Regions from separate parts of the Mus musculus genome. Here regions 1 and 2 are each linked to region 3. A link is a contact called in public Hi-C data. All regions are on one chromosome and are shown on one strand. Each heading gives the region's core, a stretch centred on a gene start, on an enhancer-like site or on the middle of the called end of the contact. The rest is flanking DNA. Distances are from core to core; before and after follow the strand shown. Region 1 overlaps 1700028E10Rik (RIKEN cDNA 1700028E10 gene). Region 2 overlaps Stard13 (StAR-related lipid transfer (START) domain containing 13). Region 3 has its middle 8.5 kb from the start of Gm52834.

The links. A called contact is a pair of places that touch in the nucleus more often than the background predicts.
Region 1: a Hi-C map of liver shows a contact between it and region 3, with 2.0 times the contacts expected there. The contact joins two enhancer-like sites. A contact is called at or near these places in 2 of 484 Hi-C or Micro-C datasets (both in liver) and 2 of 9 other capture datasets (liver and pancreatic islet).
Region 2: a Hi-C map of liver shows a contact between it and region 3, with 1.9 times the contacts expected there. The contact joins two enhancer-like sites. A contact is called at or near these places in 1 of 39 promoter capture datasets (liver), 4 of 484 Hi-C or Micro-C datasets (forebrain, liver, nephron progenitors and 1 more) and 1 of 9 other capture datasets (adipose tissue).

What each region holds. Positions count from the first base shown.
Region 1 is chr5:151,407,844-151,411,741 of GRCm38.p6, reverse strand. 1700028E10Rik (RIKEN cDNA 1700028E10 gene) reads right to left here. Exons shown (of 4, transcript NR_045700.1): 3 at 3,675-3,867. The region is part of intron 1 of Gm3704 (predicted gene 3704); the gene reads right to left. It also overlaps a transcript of Stard13 not described here. Among named protein-coding and RNA genes, the nearest start is that of Gm3704, 3.3 kb to the right of the region's middle. Within about 2 kb of position 1,576, at least 12 of the 459 cell types and tissues checked have an H3K27ac peak or open chromatin away from gene starts, as enhancers often do. A contact at or near this core is called in liver, where this site is marked.
Region 2 is chr5:151,079,005-151,082,710 of GRCm38.p6, reverse strand. All of the region lies in intron 3 of Stard13 (StAR-related lipid transfer (START) domain containing 13), which reads left to right. Among named protein-coding and RNA genes, the nearest start is that of Stard13, 110 kb to the left of the region's middle. Within about 2 kb of position 2,305, at least 7 of the 459 cell types and tissues checked have an H3K27ac peak or open chromatin away from gene starts, as enhancers often do. A contact at or near this core is called in liver, where this site is marked.
Region 3 is chr5:151,221,048-151,225,232 of GRCm38.p6, reverse strand. It overlaps a transcript of Stard13 not described here. Among named protein-coding and RNA genes, the nearest start is that of Gm52834, 8.5 kb to the left of the region's middle. Within about 2 kb of position 2,257, at least 8 of the 459 cell types and tissues checked have an H3K27ac peak or open chromatin away from gene starts, as enhancers often do. A contact at or near this core is called in liver, where this site is marked.

The sequences.
Region 1 (3,898 bases), core at 327-2,826, 190 kb before region 3:
GCCTGCTCTTCCTTCTCCAGCAAAAAGCTGTGCTGCATCTCTTCCCAGCATGCACTACAGGACAGCTATTTAGAACTAAATAGTCATTCTCTGACAAAACTTTGTTCTTGTATAAATTCACTCTGACCTTTTGCCTCAGTCAAAATCAGCCTTCCTTATTCTAGGCCTTAGTTATTCAGAAGCAAGTATCGACCTGCGACCCATGTTTGCTTATTCCCAGAACTCTCTTGTAGTATCCTGGCACCCCAACTCCCCCATCAGCTCTTTGGAACACCAGGTTCAACCAGATGTTTTTCCTACCCAGCAGTGCTGCTGACTGGCTGTGTCCCAGGGCAGGTTATGTGGGGTCTCTGATCTTTGGTGTATGAACAGTGCTCCTCATATTCATTCACTATTCTGTAGGGTTGTTGAGAAGTTCCCTCAGGGTGCCTGGAACACTGGAAGTTCAGTTTTTTGTAGTCACCTTCTCAGCAGCTGATTACTCTATTAGCACACTGTCTCCGTGGTCTCTTCTTGTGCCACAGATATTGAACATTTCCCTCGAGATCTCTCTCCTCTTCCTTCTTCTTCCCTCAACTCTGCCCTCCACTCATAGATTTTTAAATTCAGATTTTTAAAAAAAAAGCTTTTACTTTATTCACAATCCTTAGTTTCTACCCTATAGACTGCTATCCATCTCTCCTGGTATAACCATCAAAAAAAAAAAAAAAAAAAGATAGCTTTAGTTTAGTGTCTCAGCACTCACTATAAATTTGATACTGCCTAAAATCACCTGAAAAACAGTTTCAGTTAAAGAATTGTCTTTATCAGGGTGGTCTGTGGGCATGCCAGTGAAGAGATTGTCTTGATTGTCTTGTGTAGAAGGGCACAGTCACTGGGCAGCACCATGCTCTGATCAGTGCATCTTACACTATATAAGAAAGCTAACAAAGCAGGAGCCAGAGAGAGAGAGAGACAGAGAGAGAGAGAGAGAGCGAGCAAACTGCATTCCTTCATGTTTTCTGATTAAGCCAAATTAACTCTTTCCTCCTCTAAGTTGCTGTTTTGCTTTTAGTCAGAGTGTATTTATCACAGCAAAGGAAGAGAAACGAGGCATTGCCAAATGAACCCATAATCCCAGTACTAAGGAGGCTCGAGTAAGAAGTTCGTACTGGTCAGCTAGTTTAGCTGACTCCATGAGCTCTGGGTTCAGTGAGAGACCTGAGGGGAAGCCATTAAGAAAGGCTTGGTCCTTGTGCCTTCACACACAGAGCATGTCACGCAAACCTGCACACACACAGGTACACTCATGTAAATGTGTGTTCCCTATCCACAAAGACTGCCTCAACAACTCTCACCAACTTATTAACATGATCATCCTTCTAGCTACCTTCTTGTGCATATTTTGTGCTAATTTGAAATTTAATGAAAAAATAAAAAAAAAAGAGAGAAGAAAGGCATAAAGTGGTAAGAGATAAAGCATTAGTTTCAAAGGGCCTGGGGGCGGGGTCAGAATGGGAGTTACAACTGACAGGTGAGAGCCAAATCTACCCTTATGTTGCAATAGTTGAACCTTGAGATTAATTCTTAGAGTCAATATTTATTTTCCTCTTTTATATTGGCATGACCAAAAAACATTAACAGTCTATTTCTGTTCCAGTGAGCTGTTTGGGATGTAGCAACGTTTTACTACCAAAATTACAAGATTGGACAAGTCGGTTTTCTAGAGTCCTGCTTTCTTCTGTCTACAAGTGAGAATGAGAATGGTCTTTCATGTCTTCTCCTGGAAAATTCAATGAAAGAAAGCGTGTATCTAAAATAGTTCTAAAAACACAGTAGGAATGCCATAGAAGAATTGTTTTACTTAATAAGCAGCAGTGTGGAAGGAGTGTGTACGTGTGTGTGTGTGTGTGGGGGGGGGGGGGTTCTTTCCCTACCTACCACAAACAAAACGAACCAAAAAATTTTGTAGTGTGTGTGTGTGTGTGTGTGTGTGTGTCAGGGGTATTTGTGAATTATATAAAACATGTTTTGGGTTTTTTTTTGTTTTTTTCCCTTATTGAAGCAAGTTTGAGGTCTGTCCCAGCCAAAAGACCCTGACTTCTAGCAGGCTGTTGAACACAACTGCATGGCTGGAGGGGACCAGCATAGGGATGGCCTGCCACCCCCTTTATTTCCTTTAGTGATTTGTAATTCATTAATACCTTCATTTGCATGGGCTACTTAGAGGCTATTTATATTCTAATTATAGGCTATTTGAATATTACATTTGAATTCTAATTACAGGGCTTAGGGAAAGCTCATTTATTTCTAAGGGGTAGATTGCAGTTGAAGGAAAAAGAAATGTGTGGGCTATTCAGGAGCTCTGGCACTAGAAGGACCCAGAGTGCAGCAGACCCTCTGGGTCCCTTTGTCTGCATGGAACGAGTCTCTGGGGCAGGTGGGCAAGGTGTTGGTGGGTGATCTGAATGTATTCTCACAAAGTAAACACCAGTGTTATATAGTACAGAAAATACAAGGGGTCCGGGAGTCACAGCAGGCAAAGTACATTGAAGTTGCCTGACACAAAACAAAGGAATGATTTCAAAAGGATTTACAGGAACCAGGTAAATGTTTACAGTAAAGAAGATAAAGCAGTCCTGCCTAGGGTCAGCTTAGTGACAGGTAAGGATTTCACACTCTAGTGCTCTACCTTTGATCCTTGTGAAGGCTAGCACGGGGGGGGGGGGGGGGGGGGGTGTGTTCTGCTCTTGGCAGGCCTCATGAATAATGCAATATCACAACCCCCCTATTTCCTAGGCCTTGCTAAATTCTTATATGAGTGTAACTTTTAAGTATCTAGAGAATCTCCATTTGTTAGGAGAATTCATCAATCTTGCTTCTAATATACAATGTAGCCTGTACTGAAGATTTCTATCTCAGTGGGATTCCCTGGCTCTTTCATGGTATTCTCTTGTTTGGGTGCGATTTGCCACAGTCCCTAGCAAATACTTTGCAGACCAGCTCCCAGCCACTGACTCCATCTTTTGTAATGCTTAATTAGTTACTGAATAGGTAACCTCTTTACTGCATTCCTACTGGATTCTACGCTCATAGGCTTCTGAGACCTTGGAACACTGAGGAGACTTAACTATATCAGAATTTAATCTTAAAAGGCATTTATAATAAAATATTAAAAGAGAGCTCGTAGTTCCATATACCAGACTAACTCGGGAATAGGGTATGAGTATATAGGTTAATGAGAATGCCAAAGCTCCAGGAGGTGAGTTTCTGTGAAACTCACACTTTTCAGAGTGAGTGCTTTCAGGCTTCTCAGCCTGTCAAGCAGACTTGACCAGAGTGCGTGGCATTTTCCAGTGTGCGTGGCACCAGAGTTTAGCTATCAGGATGATAAATTATTCCAGACTCAAAAAAAACACCCACCCTCATGGACCAGTCAGGAGAGAGCTAGGCATAAGCATGTGACAGGGTGTTTCTTTCATCACCACTGAAAATAGTCACGTGATTATACAATAAGAAAACCAGCAACAGGGTACACTGCTCATTGGCCTTCACTCTCCCAAAACAAGGCTCTCAGGCACTTTATTATATGCAAAAGGGGAAAAGGACACTCACATATTAATGTTTTTGGGATAAAGGGTTCTGGAGTCTTTATTTTATTTGAAGATTTATTTTTAGGAGTCTAGGATTATTACCTGCATGTATTTATATGAACCACATGTGTTCAGTGCCCACAGAGGCCAGAAGAAGATACCATATCCTCCTAAAATCAGAATTACAGATGGTTGTGAGCCACCATGTAGTGCTGGGAATCAAACCCTGGTCTTCTGCAATTGCTGAGCCATCTCTCCAATCCCCAGGACAGAATCTTTTAAAGATAGCTATTACCTGAAAATACAATGGTTTAGAAATAGTTCAA
Region 2 (3,706 bases), core at 1,056-3,555, 140 kb after region 3:
AATAAGTGAAGGAGATAGGACAGACATCACATCTAGCTGGGATGTCACCTGCGTTTGACTCCCTTGAGCCAATGGTCCTCCCAAGAAGCCTGAGTCCTTCTCTGAAAGAGGCAATACCAATGGCCCAGAACTGTTCCCTTACCATCCATTGAACTAACTCACTTTGGTCCCCAGTAGAGGCAAACCGGGTGCAGCTCATAGGCTATGGTGTTCGGTGCTGATGGGTTCTGTGGTCTGACTGCACCAAGACAACAGCAGTGATCTGCAGATACCATAGGTTCATGCAGTGTTCATATAGAATTGCATTTCAGGCCAGTGGTTCTCAACCTGTGGGGCATGACCCCTTTGGGAGTTGAATGACTCTTTCACAGGGGTGGCCTAAGACCATCAAAAAGCACAGATATTTACATTATGATTCACAACAGTAGGCAAAAGTTCAGTTATGAAGTACAACAAAAATAATTTTATGGTTGAGAGTCACCACAACATGAGGGACTATATTAAAGGGTCACAGCATTAAGAGGGCTGAGAACCACTGTTCTAGGCTTCTGAAAATTATAAGAAGAATAAATTATGGTATAAGCTTGGGAGAGGCTCCAGTCCAGTCCATTTGTGGATGGCAAAATACATTCTATAATTAAAATTTTTATTCACGTTGGAACAGTCTGCCAGGCAATCATAAAAAGACCAACGAGGACCATTCGAGAGTTTGTCTTATTACTTATAATTAAATTTAAGTTGTATTTGTCCTCACTGAAGGTTGGCTTCACTCACACCAGAGTTTTATAGCAGTTTTGACAGAGTATAGTGAATATTTCTGGTATATGGTATATTTCTTACCTACAGAAGCCAAATCTGAGAGAGGCTATCATCTATCTCTACAATGTATGTTGCACCCAGTCTGGGTGCTTACAAAGGTCACCGTTGTTTACCTCACCATATGAGAAATAATTCACAAATCAACAATGCTCTATCACACCATGAAGAGATGCATAGTGTCAGACAGTTACCCTAAAGAGTATTTTCTTCTCTCATGGTTTACAGGATTCAGGATGGTCTGTTTATAAGAAGATTGAAATTATACCCAACATTTCTTTAAAAAAAAAAAGTTTGGCTCTTTAACCCTCACCTTTCTTACTCTCTAGCCCTCCTTTTCTCTCTCCCTTTCCTACTCTCTCCACATGGCCGTGGCTGGCCTCTCTCTTTCTACCTTCTCTCCTTTCTCCCTGCCTTTCTACAATAAAGCTCTAAAACCATTTTTTTTAAAGTTTGTTTTTGATATCTTGTTAGTTTATTGTGTACTTAATTTTCAAAGATTTATTTATTTGTTATATGTAAGTACACTATAGCTGTTTTCAGACACACCAGAAGAGGGTGTTAGATCTCACTCATTACAGATGGTTGGGAGCTACCGTGTGCTTGCTGGGATTTGAGCTCAGGACCTCCAGAAGAGCTGTCAGTGCTCTTAACTGCTGAGCCATCTCTCCAGCCCCTATACCCAAAATGTCAAAATGCCTCCAATGATGATAATTTTGCACACTGGATTAAGAGCTAATTAGCATACAGTGGATAGACAAAATCTATCCAGACCACTGAGCTGGAGACAGTGCCCGTGTAAACTCAGGTAGGCATGACCACCCTTCTGTAATCTAATACACGGGACACACAGATAGGAGAGCCCCAGGACAAGCTGGTAATCTGGACCCTTTCGGGGGCTCTCCTAAGACCATTGGAAAACACAGATATTTACATTACAATTCGTAATGCTATGGTTGGGGGTCACCACAACATGAGAAACTGTATTAAAGGGTCACAGCATTAGGAAGGGTGAAAACCGCCCATCTAGACAGAGTTGATGAACTCTGGGTTCAAAGGAGAGGTCTTACCTTAATACGTAAGATGAGGAGGTGAAGACACTCAATGTTAACCTTTGGCCTACATATACACAGCCATGCACTACAAACACATGTGCACATACACCCATGAGAACATGCACACAATACATGTGCAACGAAAACAATCTCTGAAAAATAAATGCACATCACTTTATATCTTTAATTCCAAAGCCCAATAAATAATAATCATTATAATACAAATGGTATCTTTTCAAATTGACTGCTTTTAGAGCCCTTTGAGGTTCATAACAAACTTTAACTGATGCACAGTGCCCACATTTGCCCCTTGCCCTCACATACATTTCTACCACGATCAATATCTGCCAAAGGGCAGTCCACCCATTACAGCATGAAGTACACAGGGTGAATTACAGCACTGCTTTCTATTTAAATTCTGTGCTTTTGACGGGTGTATAGTGACAGACATGCACCACTGTGGCATTCGCATCCATTTCACTGCCCTAAAAACCCTCTGCTCTGCCTAGGCGTCCCTCCATTTCCCTAGTCTCTGGCAACTTCTGGTCTTTGGACTGCCTCCATAACTTTAACTCTTGCACAATGCTTTCTAATTAGAATCACAATTTACAGCCTTTTCATATTGGCCTTTAATAGTCACTTAAGTGTCTACTGTGCCTTCTGTGTCTTTATAACTCACTTCTAATTACCACTCTGTTGTCTGGTTATACCATAGTTCATCTTTCCAGCCACCGGACATCTTGATTGCTCTTGAATTTCACTAGTGATGACTAAAGTGGCTGTAAACACTGAGTGTGTACACATTTACACGTGGAAATAAATCTTAAACCCATTTGGGTGAATACCAACGGGTGTGTTTCGCAGTAATGACCTGTTCAGCTGTCTCACCTGAGCCATGTCCCATTGTCAGCAGCAGTGGGTGAGCGCTCCTGACCCTCGCTCTCTCAGTAGCACTGTTTAAAGAAGCAGTGGAACTCATGATTGCTTTAATTTGCAATTAACATGTTATACTGAACACTTTACGTTGTGTCTTATTTCATTTTATCTGTGTGTCTGTGTCTTTGAGTATATCTGTGTGTCACTGTGTGTGTTTATGTCTATGTGTGTGTGTCTGTGTGTTTCTATGTGTATGTCCCCCTCTGTGTCTGTATCTGAGTGTGGGTCTGTGTGTGTGTTTATGTGTATGTCCCTCTCTGTGTCTGTATCCTTGTGTGTTTGTGTGTGAATGTGTATCTGTGTGTATATCTCTGTGTGTCTGTGTATATCTGTAGGTCTGTGTGTGTATCTCTGTGTGATGTATATCTGTTTTTATGTCCCTGTGTGTGTGTGTGTGAGTGTGTATGTCTGTGTATATGACTGTGTCTGTGTCCCTGTATTTGTGTGTATGTATGTGTCTATGTGTGTGCCTTTGAGTGTGTGTGTGTGTCTGTCTGTCTGTGTCTATATTACTCTGTGTGTGTGTGTGTGTGTGTGTGTGTGTGTGTGTGTGTGTGTAGGTAGATCTATGTATATGTGTGTGTCTCTGTGTATCTGTGTATATGTTTGTGTCCCTATGTGTGTGTCCCTGTGTTGGTGTCTGGGGGTATAATATGTATATATCTGCATGTGTGGGTATGAGTGTACATGTCTGTGTATATGTCTGTGTCCCTCTGTGTGTGTGTGTATCTGTAAGACTCTGCCAAGCCTTAGTTACTGGGGACCCCCGTGTGAACAACACGGAGCCAGGGATTGATGCAGAAGCAAGAGGAATTTATTGTTCCAGTGCACTGGGGTCGTACTACACCAGAAGGAGAGGTGGCAACCCTGGGTAGCCCATTCAGCGAGTTTTTATACAG
Region 3 (4,185 bases), core at 1,008-3,507:
CTGTTGCATAGGTAAAGTCTTCCTTTACTAACAGCAGCTATACTTAGAACTGCTTGTTTGCTAATCTAAACAAAACATAATTATTTCTGGCCAATGAAGAAAATAAGAGCGTGGGCTGAAGAGATTGCTCAGTGGTTAGAGCACTGGCTGCTCTTGTAGAGGGGGAAGACCTACGTTCCCAGCACCTGTGTGGTGGCTCACAACTGTCTAAAACTCCGGTCCCAGGGTATCTGATGCCCTCTTCTGGCATTTCCAGATATCTGTATGTACACATAATGTACACACAAGCAGGCAAAACACTCATACCCATAGAAAATAAAAATAAACACATTTTTAAAAATAAGAACATTATGTTTTTTTCTCAGCCTGTATCATCTAAGAACATATTTAAGTGACTCTGAATAAGTAAGTAAGTAAGCCAGAAGAAGATCTAACCAGCTTACTGTAGACATTACCAGGAAGCTGGCCTTCCCGACAGTAGGACGCTGGCCCTCAGGTGGGCACGCCCCATGAAGAGACGCTAATGACAGTGGCTTTTGTGGATCTAGTTCTGAGCACAAGGGAAGCATGAAATGGCTACTTCATAGAACATCTCTAACAAGCCTGATGTTCCAATAAGTCTGTAGTAAATTAGATGGTCATAGCCGTGCTGTTGTTATTTACAATTTAAACCATAGGGCCACTGTTGAAATGTCTCCTGGATTCATGCTTGGATCTAATGATGACTTTCATGGTTCTATCTGTCTCTGGGCCTCACACTGTTCCTAGGGGCATGCCAGCTGCCCCAGCTTAGTACCAGCATTAGGGATGAGTGTTGTGTTCTCATCCCGTGAGTGCACTACTGATATCTATTGTGGTAAGTAACCATTGGGAGTTCCTACCCCACCTTTAATATTTAGTTCCCTAGTAAAAGACATACAATTTTATATTTATAATAAGCCTTAAAAGACTGGCGCTGGGCTGATATCAACCCTCTATGCTATTATGTCTACTTCCCTGTCTTCTTCAATTGGCCAGGCATTGAGAACAATGGCTGTGTTCTCATGATCCACCTACCCATGGAGTCTTCTCCCTTCTCTTTTCTTTCTTTTCCTCTTCGTGGTCTCTGCCCCAGACCCCAAGCCCAGGAACTGAAACTCTGCCTACCTCTCTTCTTCTTTACATAACCAACAGTTTTAAATCAAGGAGCAAAGTTATATAGCACCATTTGGTGTACTTGCTAAGGAGATCCTGATCCTGATGCCCCTCATCAGGGGGCAGCCAAATCTTCAGAACCAGTATTTAGCATTACAATACATAACAACGGATGTCATTCTATTAACATTCTATTAACAGCTACCTTGGAATGTGTCCTGCTGAGTGTCCAACACCTTGCTAAACATTTCCCTTCTTTTCTTATTTAGTGTCCAGACATCCTGGTAGGCACCACCGGAACAACTGTTCACACACACAGAATTTTACTGCCTGTTGGAAAAAGGCTTCTTAACAGGCTGATGATGCAGACAGAGGTACACTTCCTCTGAGAAAAAGCAACCTCTGGGCATGGGTTCAGTGAATGCAATCTGAGCCTGGGAAGTTTCAACCTCATGACACCCATAAATACTTTGCCTGGGGAGCAGCCCAATACCTGCATGTTCAGTTGCCTTCCTCACTTCATAGTGGAGAAGCCAGGGCCTGGAGAAGTCAAGTGACTTGCTCAACATACACATTTGTGAGGCTCGGAGGGTACAAAGACCCAGACCCTGTTCCTAGTCTCTAGCACTGAAGGCGTCATGACATTTCATGGGTGTCCTAGGGACAAGGGAGTAATACTACTTCCAGAGTCCTGTGCCACAGCTGCTTCAAGACAACCCAGGGCATAACTGAGGGAGTTTTGCATGGCATTTCGGCATCTTTGGGTTACTACTGTAATAATAACAATGATTCATGATGACCCTGAACATTTGTGTAGTGCTTTGCAGCTCTATGTTTGTTCATTACTAGAAAAGTAGCTTAGAAAATCAACAGGTTCTCACAAAGATGCACGTATGGAGGGCCACAATGGGCATAGTGATCTCTATTACATTAATTGTACGGTGGAAGAAAAGAAAATTCACATGACTCCTAAAGGTCCAATAGTCAGAAAATGGCAGAGGGAATTTGAACTCTAACTTCTACCCCATGCTTGCTCTTCTGGTCACCATTGTCCATGTGAGCTCAGCTCTATCCATGCCAGTCAGTTACTGTTTATTGAACTGACAGCTCCCAAAATAAACAGCACACCAGACCTGTTGATAAGGTTTCCTGAAATCCAGGCCATGTCCTCACCAGATCTATTGTGTCTGAGGGATGGAGAGAAGGAGGTTGAATGTGTTTTAAAAAACTTTTCCAGGTGATTTAATTGTCTCTTTGACTATAGACTGTACCTGGTATTTCACTCTGGGGGTGACTGAAATGGCTCTGCATGGTAATGGCTACTTCAAGTCCTACCTGTGTTATCACCAAGATCTAATAATAGACATGCCTTGTGCTATCCAGTCTCTGATGGATTGACTAGTGTCATTATGCCAGTGTTCACTTTGCCTTCTACCCTCCCTCTCATCTTATAACTAAAGAAAATGAATGACTGTTATTATAACGTGTTGTGTGACACTATTCCTGGAGAGATACAAACAAAGATCTACTGATCCAGTAAGGAACCAAGGGCAGACCAAAATACTGACATCAGCAAAGTCGAACTTGGTGGGATGAATTTTACGGAGGTTACTTATAAGAGTATGAGTGAGAGTTTACTTACCTGACTCAAACATAGCATCGCCAAAGCCCACCTTAGCATGAGTGATGGCTCATAAAACCCAAACACTGTTCAACAGGTTGGAGAATATATTTTCCAGGCATCTAGGGGAATCTGAGCTGCTTATAAGCAGCTGATCGGATCAATGGAATCCAGGTAGCTTGGCTCCCCTGAGAATATTTCTCTAAAGCCTTTACTACTTAAATAAGCTTGTGTAGGGAGGGGCATAGTTAATCTGGTCAGTTTCAGGGACTTCCTGAAGCTTTTGAGTTATCTACTTCTCCCGACAGATTGCTTCACCTTGCTTTAGAACATTCTGTGTCTTGAGGAGCTTTCCCTTGAAGATGGAAGGTTTTTTTTTCTTTGGAGGAAGTTGTCACACATCAGGCCAAGGTAAAGAAAATGGACCAGCCCTAGTTGACATTTAATTAAATAAATCTTATTTATCTTTTGTCTAAGATACAAAAGTTTCTTGGGGGCCATTGATAAAGAACCTAGGGAAAACAACATATCTTTTTTAAAAATCCCAAATCATAACTTCATATTCAGAATATACCAAGATTCTCATTCACTTTATTTATTCAGCAAATATTTATTAGCACCTAGTAGGAAACATTGCCCCATCTTCTGCTAACTTAGTATTGAACACAACAAATAAAATCTATGATTTGACATGGCTTCCATTTAACTGGTAGAGATGGAAAATAATAAATACATAATTTAATAATAAATAATAATAAAATTATTGTGAGTGTTATAAATATCATGAAGAGAAAAAAAAGGTCAAGGAACTGGAGACTAGAAAGGGTGCTGATTTGGATCAGAGGGCCGGAAACCCCAGTTCTGATAGTTGAATTCCTGGTATCTTAAGCAGTTTTGGCAGATAAATAGAACCATAGAGTAGGTATAAAGATGGGAAGAGAAAATAATAGAAGCCAACAGTATAAGCAAGAAACTTTAAAAGCTTCCCAGAAATGTCCACCTTACTTTGTATCTCAGTTTCACATAAACTTGTTAGTTGCTAGTTTTAAGGCCTAGGGCTCAATGAAGGATGTTGAAAATGGTGCGTGATTCTTTGTTATGTAAACGAGAGAAATTATTTTAGCTCATTCACTTGGAAACGTCTTAAGTGGAATTAACTAAACAAGTTGTCTCTAAGATATCCAATTGAAAAAAATTCCCCAAAACTTGTATTTAAACATAACTGAATGAGGATAAACAATACTGAATGAGTATTCTGTGTCAGATTATTGGTTGTACTCTCTTAAGAATATAAATACGAAAAAGACACAAAATCTATCCCTCAGTGATGAGTGTAGTGGTCATGGATTGAGAAAGCCATTGAAGATGCAGTGGTATATTCATGATCAGTATAGTGGTCATGATGAGTGTAGTGGTCATGGATTGAGAGC